2 separate regions of the Macaca mulatta genome follow, and region 2 is linked to region 1. Evidence: chromatin contacts called from public Hi-C data. All regions are on one chromosome and are shown on one strand. Each heading gives the region's core, a stretch centred on a gene start, on an enhancer-like site or on the middle of the called end of the contact. The rest is flanking DNA. Distances are from core to core; before and after follow the strand shown.

Region 1 (4,276 bases), core at 917-3,416:
GCAGCACTGACACACCAGCCCCCTGCCGCCTCGGCCCCCTCTGGACTTTGGGCACCGACGGGTGCAAGAAAGAGGCTGGTGGGGCTGAGGGTGGCTCGGCGTGGGCCTGCAGGTACCCCTCGGCACAAAAAGCCTGGGCGCCACGGGTGACATGTTGATGCTGGCAGGCAGCCACCTTCCTGGGAGGAAAGGGATAGTTCCCTGCCCATCTTCAAGCCAGGGATGGCCTGAAGCCTGGGGGGCCCGGTGGCTAATTCCAGGCAGAGTCTGCAAGCAGCCCAGAGCGAGAACTTATGGTGCCTTTTCTGGGCCCACCCATGGACCAATCAGCACACGCTCTGGGTCCCTTCTGGGTCCATAAAAACCCCAGACTCGCCGGGTGCGGTGGCTCAAGCCTGTAATCCCAGCACTTTGGGAGGCCAAGACGGGCGGATCACGAGGTCAGGAGATCGACACCATCCTGGCTAACACGGTGAAACCCCGTCTCTACTAAAAAATACGAAAAAACTACCCGGGCGAGGTGGCAGGTGCCTGTAGTCCCAGCTACTCGGGAGGCTGAGGCAGGAGAATGGCATAAACCCCGGAGGCAGAGCTTGCAGTGAGCTGAGATCCGGCCACTGCACTCCAGCCTGGGCGACAGAGAGAGACTCCGTCTCAAAAAAAAAAACAAAAAAACAAACAAACAAAAAAAAACAGACTCAGCCAGAGGTCAGGACTACCAGCTGCAGAAAGGAGTTACCCGGTTTGGTCTCCTCAACTTGTCAGGACGACCTGCCTACAGAAAGCAGCTGTCCACTTCGGGTCTCCTCTCCACTGAGGGCAGGACACTAGTCGGGACAACCCCCCTGCAGAAAGGCGCAACCCACTTCAGGTCTCCTGAGAACTGTTCTGTCACTCGGTGAAGCTCCTGTCCATCTTGCTCACCCTCCAGTTGTTTGCGTGCCTCATTCTTCCTGGACACAGGACCAGAACTCAGGGACTGCCAAATGGTAGGACTGAAAGAGTTGTAACACAAATAGGGCTGAAACACAACCCCCCACTCCCAACCACATTTCAGGCAACAAGGAGAGACGAGCTGTAGAGTTTGGATAGGATTTGAGTGGAATCAATAGTGGGAAAAATGGTATACAATTTGAGGGTAGAAATGACACTATTTGTGTATGTTTTGGAAGGGGAACAAAGGGAAAAGGGAAGATTCAAAGGAAATGTCAAATTTTTGTCCTGCAACCGGGAGTCCTAGCAAATTTCACTGATCACATTTCCATTAAGTCCACTGAGTACAAGGATCCTTTGGGTGAGCTAGTGGTTGAAGATTTGGGAGAAAATGAAATCACATACAAAAGAAGGCAGCACTGAGCAGGGAAGATACTTCTTTGAGTGTCTGCAGTGTTGAATGTGTAAAAACATTTGCATAGATGGCCTAGAACTCAGGTAGAAGGGTCTGGACCGGCCAAATTACCTCTACTATAGAACAGTGTGTGAGAGAGGAGAGGGGAAGGAATGGGGTGGGAGGGAGCCATTCCCCTTATATTTACAGGGGTGTAAATCTATGTGGTTGGCTATGTGAACCTTTAACGTGGCAGGTAGGATCTTTTTCCTTACGGTAGACCTTACAAGCGATGGGGTCCTCAGAAATACAGCAGATTTGGAAATTATCTATCACCCAGCACGATTTCTGGGGCATTGATGAGACGGCTGATTAATACCCCTCCGCCTCGGAGAAACACTGTAGATAGCGACTTCAGGGATCTCTCAACTTCTTTACCGATGCCCGCCGCGCCCCTCCGCGCCCGGGACTGCTCATCATCTTTTCCGGGAAGCGAGGGTGAAGACAATAAACACGCAGGCCCCCTAGCGTCCTTCCGTTCCGCGCTGCCAGGCCGCCTCGCCTCCCGCTCCCGCCCGCCCCGCGGGACACAGCCCGCAAGCACTCCGGGGCCCGAGCGCCGACCGCACGCCAGGCGCAGCCGGGAAGAGCCCCGAGAGCGCATCCCTCCGCCCGCGGCCGAGGCGACCCCTCGCGGTCCCGCCCGCCCGGGCTTCCCGTGGAGGCGCCCGGCCACCCCGCCTCCCCCGCCCCGCGCCCGCCAACTCCCAGCTCGCGGCCCTGATTGGTCGCCGCATTCCCGCTCTCCTTCCCGAACCGCCATTTTGAAAATCTTGTTGATTCTGGGGAGCCGAGCGCGCGGCAGCGAGCGTCACGCCAGACAGCGGCCCGCGCGCCTTCTCCTCGGCGTCGGCCGCCGCCGCCTCCCAGAACCTCCTCGTGCCCTCGCGTGCCAGGCCCGTGGCGGCCGGGATCCGCGGTGAGGGCTGCGTCGGGACACCAGAGGCCCGGTCGCCCCTGCCGCGGCCGACGGGGGAGGGACGCGGCCATTTGGACGGCGGCCTGGGGCGGGGGAGGGGACGTGGAGGGCCGGCAGCTCGGGCCGGGCCGGGCCGGGAACAGCGCAGGCCGGGCGGGCGCGCGCGCGCGGGGGCGGCGGGCGCGGTTTCCCGCCTCGGGAATCCCTGGACGGCGGCGGGCGTAGCGGGAGGGAAGCCGCCCCTGGGGACTGAGCGCTACGGGAGGAGGCAACTTTAAGGGCAGGTGTCCCGCGGGAAGGGTCGCATCCTTCAGGGTGGCCGCCGGGTCCTACCCGCAGGAGTAGGGGGACAGAGACGTCCGGCTTTCTCCCCGTACGAAGGTTCACAGCATGTCCGCCTCGGCCCCTGCTGCGGAGGGAGAGGGAACCCCCGCCCAGCCCGCATCCGAGAAAGAACCCGAAATGCCTGGTCCCAGAGAGGAGAGCGAGGAGGAAGAAGACGAGGACGACGACGAGGAGGAAGAGGAGGAAAAAGGTGGGGGGAGTCGCGTCCCAAGTGATGGATTTTTCAGACCGAAGTTTTTTTGTTTTTTTCCCCCAGGAAACAAGTTTTCTTGCTCTTTTCGTGCTTAGAGGCGTAAAGTCGGAGTAATTTTCAGCGAGAACGTGTGCACAATTTATCTGCTTTTGTGCTGAGCGATGGCGTAGAATTGACTTTGTGAATTCCGGTTTTTAAAGTATTTGTTACCGTAGTAGTGATGTATTGGAGTGCAGCCGACTTCTCGCCCGCTCTGAATGCTCGTTAACATTTCATCGTTTGACGGGAAGTTTGTCGGTCTTGGATTTGATTTTTTTTTTTAACTCCGTGTGTGCACCTTTGAAGTTGCTAAGTGGATGTTCTAATTTTGTCCGTTTCATGACACATCTTTTGCCTTTTGAAGTTATTGTAAGGTCTTAGTGCAGTCTGTTAAGACTGAAGTTATTAAGGCGAGACCTGTAAGTATTTGAATGCTTAAAAATATTTTTACATTTGCCAAAAAGTTTCCCTCCCTGGCAAACAGCGGTGAAAGCTGTTGCTACTTGAGAAAGTAGTTAAAAATGAAAAAAGTGAACTCTGAAAGAAAGTTAAATGTGAGCCCAGCACTGTCTCGGTTTCGAACCTGAGTCTGTTTTAAGGGAGGGCGTTATGAACCCTGATTTGACTGGAGATGTGAAACGGAAACTTAACAGAATGGAGGAGTGTGCCGCGTCAGTTTATCCAGGATGCATGCAGTGTCTGTTTCAGGTGTACCCGCTTCTTGACTGTTTCCAAACATTTAAAAATCCAAGTCGCGTCTCAGCATTCTTTGATATTAGCCTAGTCTGAATTTATTTCGTATAAGTCGCGTCTCTCAGCATTCTTTGATATTAGCCTAGTCTGGGTTTACTTCGTATATGTTTACGACTCAGGCACACTTGGGAAGAGGTTGAAGCTCTCTTCCTAAACCCGGATTTTTTTTTTTAAGCCTCAACCAGCCTGTGGTCACAATCTGGGTTAAGATTACAAGATGTGCCTTTTGTTTGTTTAAAGTGGTATGTGCCCTAAGAAGGGCATTTTTAAGTAAAGCATGGCTTTTTGAGTATAAGTTTTTATATAAACTATTGCTTAATAATATGTTATTTTAAAATTATTTTTAATACAACAGCAAAACTGGGTGCACTATCTCACTACTAGCCAAAGAGGCTCTGCACTTTTTCTCCAATTTTTTGTTTGTATTTTAGTCTTTTTGTGGGGGCAGGGTTGAGATGCCAAAGAAATGGTGAATTTTTTTCATGTCAGGAAAGAATTAGAGAAGTCATGTAAATATACTGTAAATGGCCAACGCAGTAATGCTTGGGGAACAGTTGGTAGTTGAAATAATCCCATGTTTTGTTCTAGACACATTATTTTTTAAAACATGATTTTGTAGAAAGTTTATCCCCTAACAGTT
Region 2 (4,276 bases), core at 539-3,038, 110 kb after region 1:
CAAATATGAATCAAAAGGACCAATCTAAAATACAAATTCATAGTGGAGTCAGTACAACTTCTAAAAATAGGACAAACTACTAGAAACTTCTTCAGAGACAACAGAAACAGAAATTTTCCTTGGGACACTTAAAATGGGGGACTAGCACCTTATTACTCCCACACTAATCAAATCTTCAGAAATAGGGATCCAGTACAATTCAATATTGAATTATTCAATATTCAGCATGCAGTTCAATGATTCAATATTAAATCCCCAATTGCCTAGATATCTTTTGTTGACTCTCCCTGCAAGACAATTAATTATTGATGGTAATTTTCTCATGTACCTCCTGAAGAAGCCTTCCCTCCCACTCGCCTTTCTGCCACTAAAATAGATTTAAAAGCACAAAACAAAACTGGCCAAAGCCTTGAGTTATGTGTGTATACGTGGTGTGGGGGATTCCCCAACTGGAGTGGACTGGGGAGTCCTCCAGGCTCACCCAAGGGAAGACTGGGCCTCTATGTGGCTGGTTTCCACATCACTGAACCCTAACTTTCTACAGCTGGGTCGGCCTCTTCCTTCCTCTTTCACCTGTCAGCTGCCCGGCCGTTGACTAACAGCTACCCTAATCGGGCCACCCCTCCTCCAAATCTCCAATCCCAGAGGAGTTACCCCAGCAACCTGGCAATGCTCATCAAGTCTCAATGCGTGGTGGCTGTGCCAGAGGATTACTACAACACCTGCAAGGCTGTGTGGGCTCCGGGCCGCACCCTACCGGCCGGGAAGAACGAGCGAGGGAGTTCCTACTCCAGGACCGTGGGGTTCTCCCGCGGCTCTGACAGTCCCCAGGAGGGAGCCCCAAACTCCCGGTGCCAGCTGCAGCCGCCTCGCTTTCCAAGAAGCTTTCGGAAGCTTTTCGAAGTCGGAGAAGCAACTGCCCCGGGGCTCACCTTTTCGCTGAAGAGGTGCCGGGAGTCTCGGGGAAAAGGCACCGCTGTACAGAAAGGAAACATTGTAGGGGGGTTAGGAGACCGGCAACATCGCGACGAATCTGGCGACCCCACTACCCCAACACTCTAGCCCGGGAATTCCCCCTTCTTCAGACAGCTACCCACCCTGCACCCTCTTTTAATCCGGGGCATGAGGTATCCGTCCCTGGGGCACCCGCCCACCTCCCACTACGGCGAGGGGCGCTGCACAGGGGGAGAGGGAGGGCTTGCACCCCAACCAAGCTGCTTTATGCAACGCTGTCACCCGAAATTCGCCACGGTCCCCACGCACGCCCCCGGAGTGGGGAGTCTCCCACCTCTGAGCGCCAGCGAGGCGGTGCGCGCCGCCCTGGACTGCGGGCGCCTCTCCGGAGCCGCGCGCCGCGCGCACAGGACGGCAGGAGCCGCGCCGCGAGCCCCAGCCTCCTCTCGGCCGCCGCCGCCGCCGCCGCCGCTTCCGCCCCTGTCACGGCGTGACCCGGGGTGGGAGGAGCCGACGGGACCAGGGATGGGTAGGGTCCCCGCCTTCGCTTTAGCCGCGGCGCTCGCTCCGCCCTGCCCATTTCCGCCGCTGCGCAAACCCAGGCGCCTGGGGAAGGGGGTGGAGTCTGTGCAACGAGGTACGGGGCGGGAGTGGAGACGGGGCGCCGAGGGAGGGGGCGGGAACTGAGGCGGGGCGGAAAAGAGGCGGGGCGCGGGAAAGAGGCGGGGCGCGGGAAAGAGGCGGGGCGCGGGCGGAGGCGGGGCGCGGGCGGAGGCGGGGCGCGGGCGGAGGCGGGGCGCGGGCGGAGGCGGGGCGCGGGCGGAGGCGGGGCGCAGAGAGGTGGCGGAGGCTGGCGCGGACCTGGACTGGCTCCTGAGGACGTCGGCAGTGGCGGAGGCAAAGGCTGGCAACGCGCTGTAAGCGTGGTAGGCTCCCTAGGGGGCGGAGGGGGCGGGTGAGAAACGGAACGATTTGCTAGGAGTGTATGCGCTTGTGCTAGGGCTCCCAGGAATTCTTACAAGCGTAGACAACCCAGCAATCAGGCCTGTGAAGTGGGGTTCAGGGCTGAAGTGGAAATTGGGAAGAACGAGATTGGACAATAAATGACCTGAATCCAAGGTCCAATATTTAAAGTGTGTCCAAAGCATTGGTGTGTTTTAATTTTTTTTTCTTTTTTCTTTTACAGACAGGGTCTCCCTCTGTCGCCCAGGCTAGTGTGCAGTGGCACAATCATAGCTCACTGTAACCTGAAACTCCTGGGCTCAATTGATCTTCCCGCCCCAGCCTCCTCAGTAGCTGGGACTACAGGCTCGCTGCACCACGCTTGGCTAATTTTTCAAAATTTTTTTTTTATGGAAACGGACTCTTGGTTTTTGCCCCAGCCTGGTGTATTAATGATTTTTAGAAAAAGAGAAATACTGCCAAATAGTGAGTGATTCCCTGGAGATGTGGGAAACTGGGGTGCTGTAAACATTCTGTCTTGTTCTGTGGTGGGTTACACAGGTGTATGCATATGTAAAAAATTCACCGAGTCATACTCTTTTAAGATTTGTGCACCTTAGGGAAGTTTCTCTTCAATTTTATGAAATTTAAAAACAAAATTATAGCAGATGCTTTTGAAAAGGTGAGAATGGAGACTAGAACAACTTGAGGACTTGTATGACCAAAGGAGCACATCTACACTTTCTGTTTGTGGGCACGAATTATTGTGAAATTTCCCTTCCTTAATTCTTGTAATGTGCACTTTTTTTTTATTATAGCAATAAACTTTATTTCTCTAGAAATGGTGTGTACAAGTGGAGTCCATGCTGAGAAATTGTTAGAACAGCTAAGACGTTGAGCCCAGGAGTTTGAGACCAGCCTGGGTAACCTAGCAAGACCCTGTCTCTACAAAATATTTAAAAATTAGCCAGGCATGGTGGTACACCCTTGTAGTCCCAGGTACTCAGGAGGTTGAAGTGGGAGGATTCCTTGAGCCCCAGTGTTGGAGATGGAAGTGTCATTATACGACTGCACTCCAGCCTGGGGGATAGAGGGAAACCCTGTCTCAAAAACAAACAGCTAAGACGTGATTAAATTATGTGCATGATTTTGTTAGACAGTTCAAGTTTGTGTGAAAGCAATAGAGTTGTGCTACTCCAGCTGCTGTGGCACTATGATAAAGATTATGCTTCTCTTTTAAGTAGAGAACTGCTTTATGAAGCCTTGAATTTAGGTTCCAGAGTTTCTGAATGAAAATGAAGATGAGAAAACTGTAACATTATTTTGCTTTTCTATACTCAATATAAATCAGAAATTTTCCACTGACTTCTCAGAAAACTCTGAGAGTCACCTCCTGATACCACCAGGGTCTTGCAGAAGCCATTTGTCAACAAGTCTTTGATAAGAAGTGAATTCGTGTTCCCAAGTAATGAGAGAAATGCCTCCTCCCTATATCCTAACCATACTGAGGCCAAATTTGGCAACAAAAGGGGAAATTTTCCTGAAATACATGCTTTTATGCAATGTTTGCTATTTCACAGATTAATCATTAAATTAGACCCACCAATAATGGCATGCTAGTATAATCCAAACTAGTTTCACTGATAATTTAAAGGGAATGTTGGAATGATGGTGTTATATTGTCCTTAATATTGCAAAGTTGACATTGAAAGAACAGGCATTTTCCTCATACATTCAGATGGATCTGCAGTTATGGTCTGTCAGCTAAAGAATGAGAAGTTCTTAATTTAGAAAGGAGATCTTTTTCTCATGAATGGTTTCGGACTGTAGAGTGGCCATTCTGACAGGCTGAGAAGTGTAGCCTCAGGCCAGAAGCCAGAAACTGACACTTCCAGGGAGGGGCAAAGGGAACAGGAATTTATTCTGAGGAAGGTGGCCAAATATACATATTCAGTAAGCTGTAGGATGACTCATGAATATTTATGAAAGGAGGAAAGGTACCCATGTGTAATTGAGCTTCATGGGTACCATGCACAAAAAATGGCAGTGTTACCACGATCACAGGATGGATGGAGTTTTTGGCCCTCTTACATCAAAAGGTGAAGCAGAGGACAGAAAAACCCTTACTGTGCATTCTCAATAGACTGGCCAGAACCATTCTGTGGTCTGTGATTTCTTATCAGGCACAAAAGGAGGGGCAGCATCAGGGGGTTGGTTGATATCAATAGTAGAATCTTCTGAAAGGGCTGGTTTCCCTTAAGCCCTTAGGAAACAAAGCCTAACTGTGGTTAGCAGGAGAGGAGATATAGAGTTGTATCTGACATTCTATCTACTCTTGGCCCAGAACTCAGTTTTCAAGGTTACTCTGGGGGTCCCGTTA

What was found. A called contact is a pair of places that touch in the nucleus more often than the background predicts.
Region 2: a contact with region 1 is called in a Hi-C map of cortical neurons, with 4 times the contacts expected there. The contact joins the promoter of TPMT here to the promoter of DEK in region 1. A contact is called at or near these places in 2 of 14 Hi-C or Micro-C datasets (cortical neurons and liver).

Annotation. Positions count from the first base shown.
Region 1 is chr4:164,815,930-164,820,205 of T2T-MMU8v2.0, forward strand. DEK (DEK proto-oncogene) reads left to right here and starts at 2,167. Exons shown (of 11, transcript NM_001257528.1): 1 at 2,167-2,306; 2 at 2,688-2,841. The coding sequence starts at 2,697.
Region 2 is chr4:164,925,608-164,929,883 of T2T-MMU8v2.0, forward strand. TPMT (thiopurine S-methyltransferase) reads left to right here and starts at 1,789. Exons shown (of 9, transcript XM_015135621.3): 1 at 1,789-1,871. KDM1B (lysine demethylase 1B) reads right to left here and starts at 1,606. Exons shown (of 20, transcript XM_078000919.1): 1 at 1,289-1,606; 2 at 933-976. The coding sequence starts at 1,534.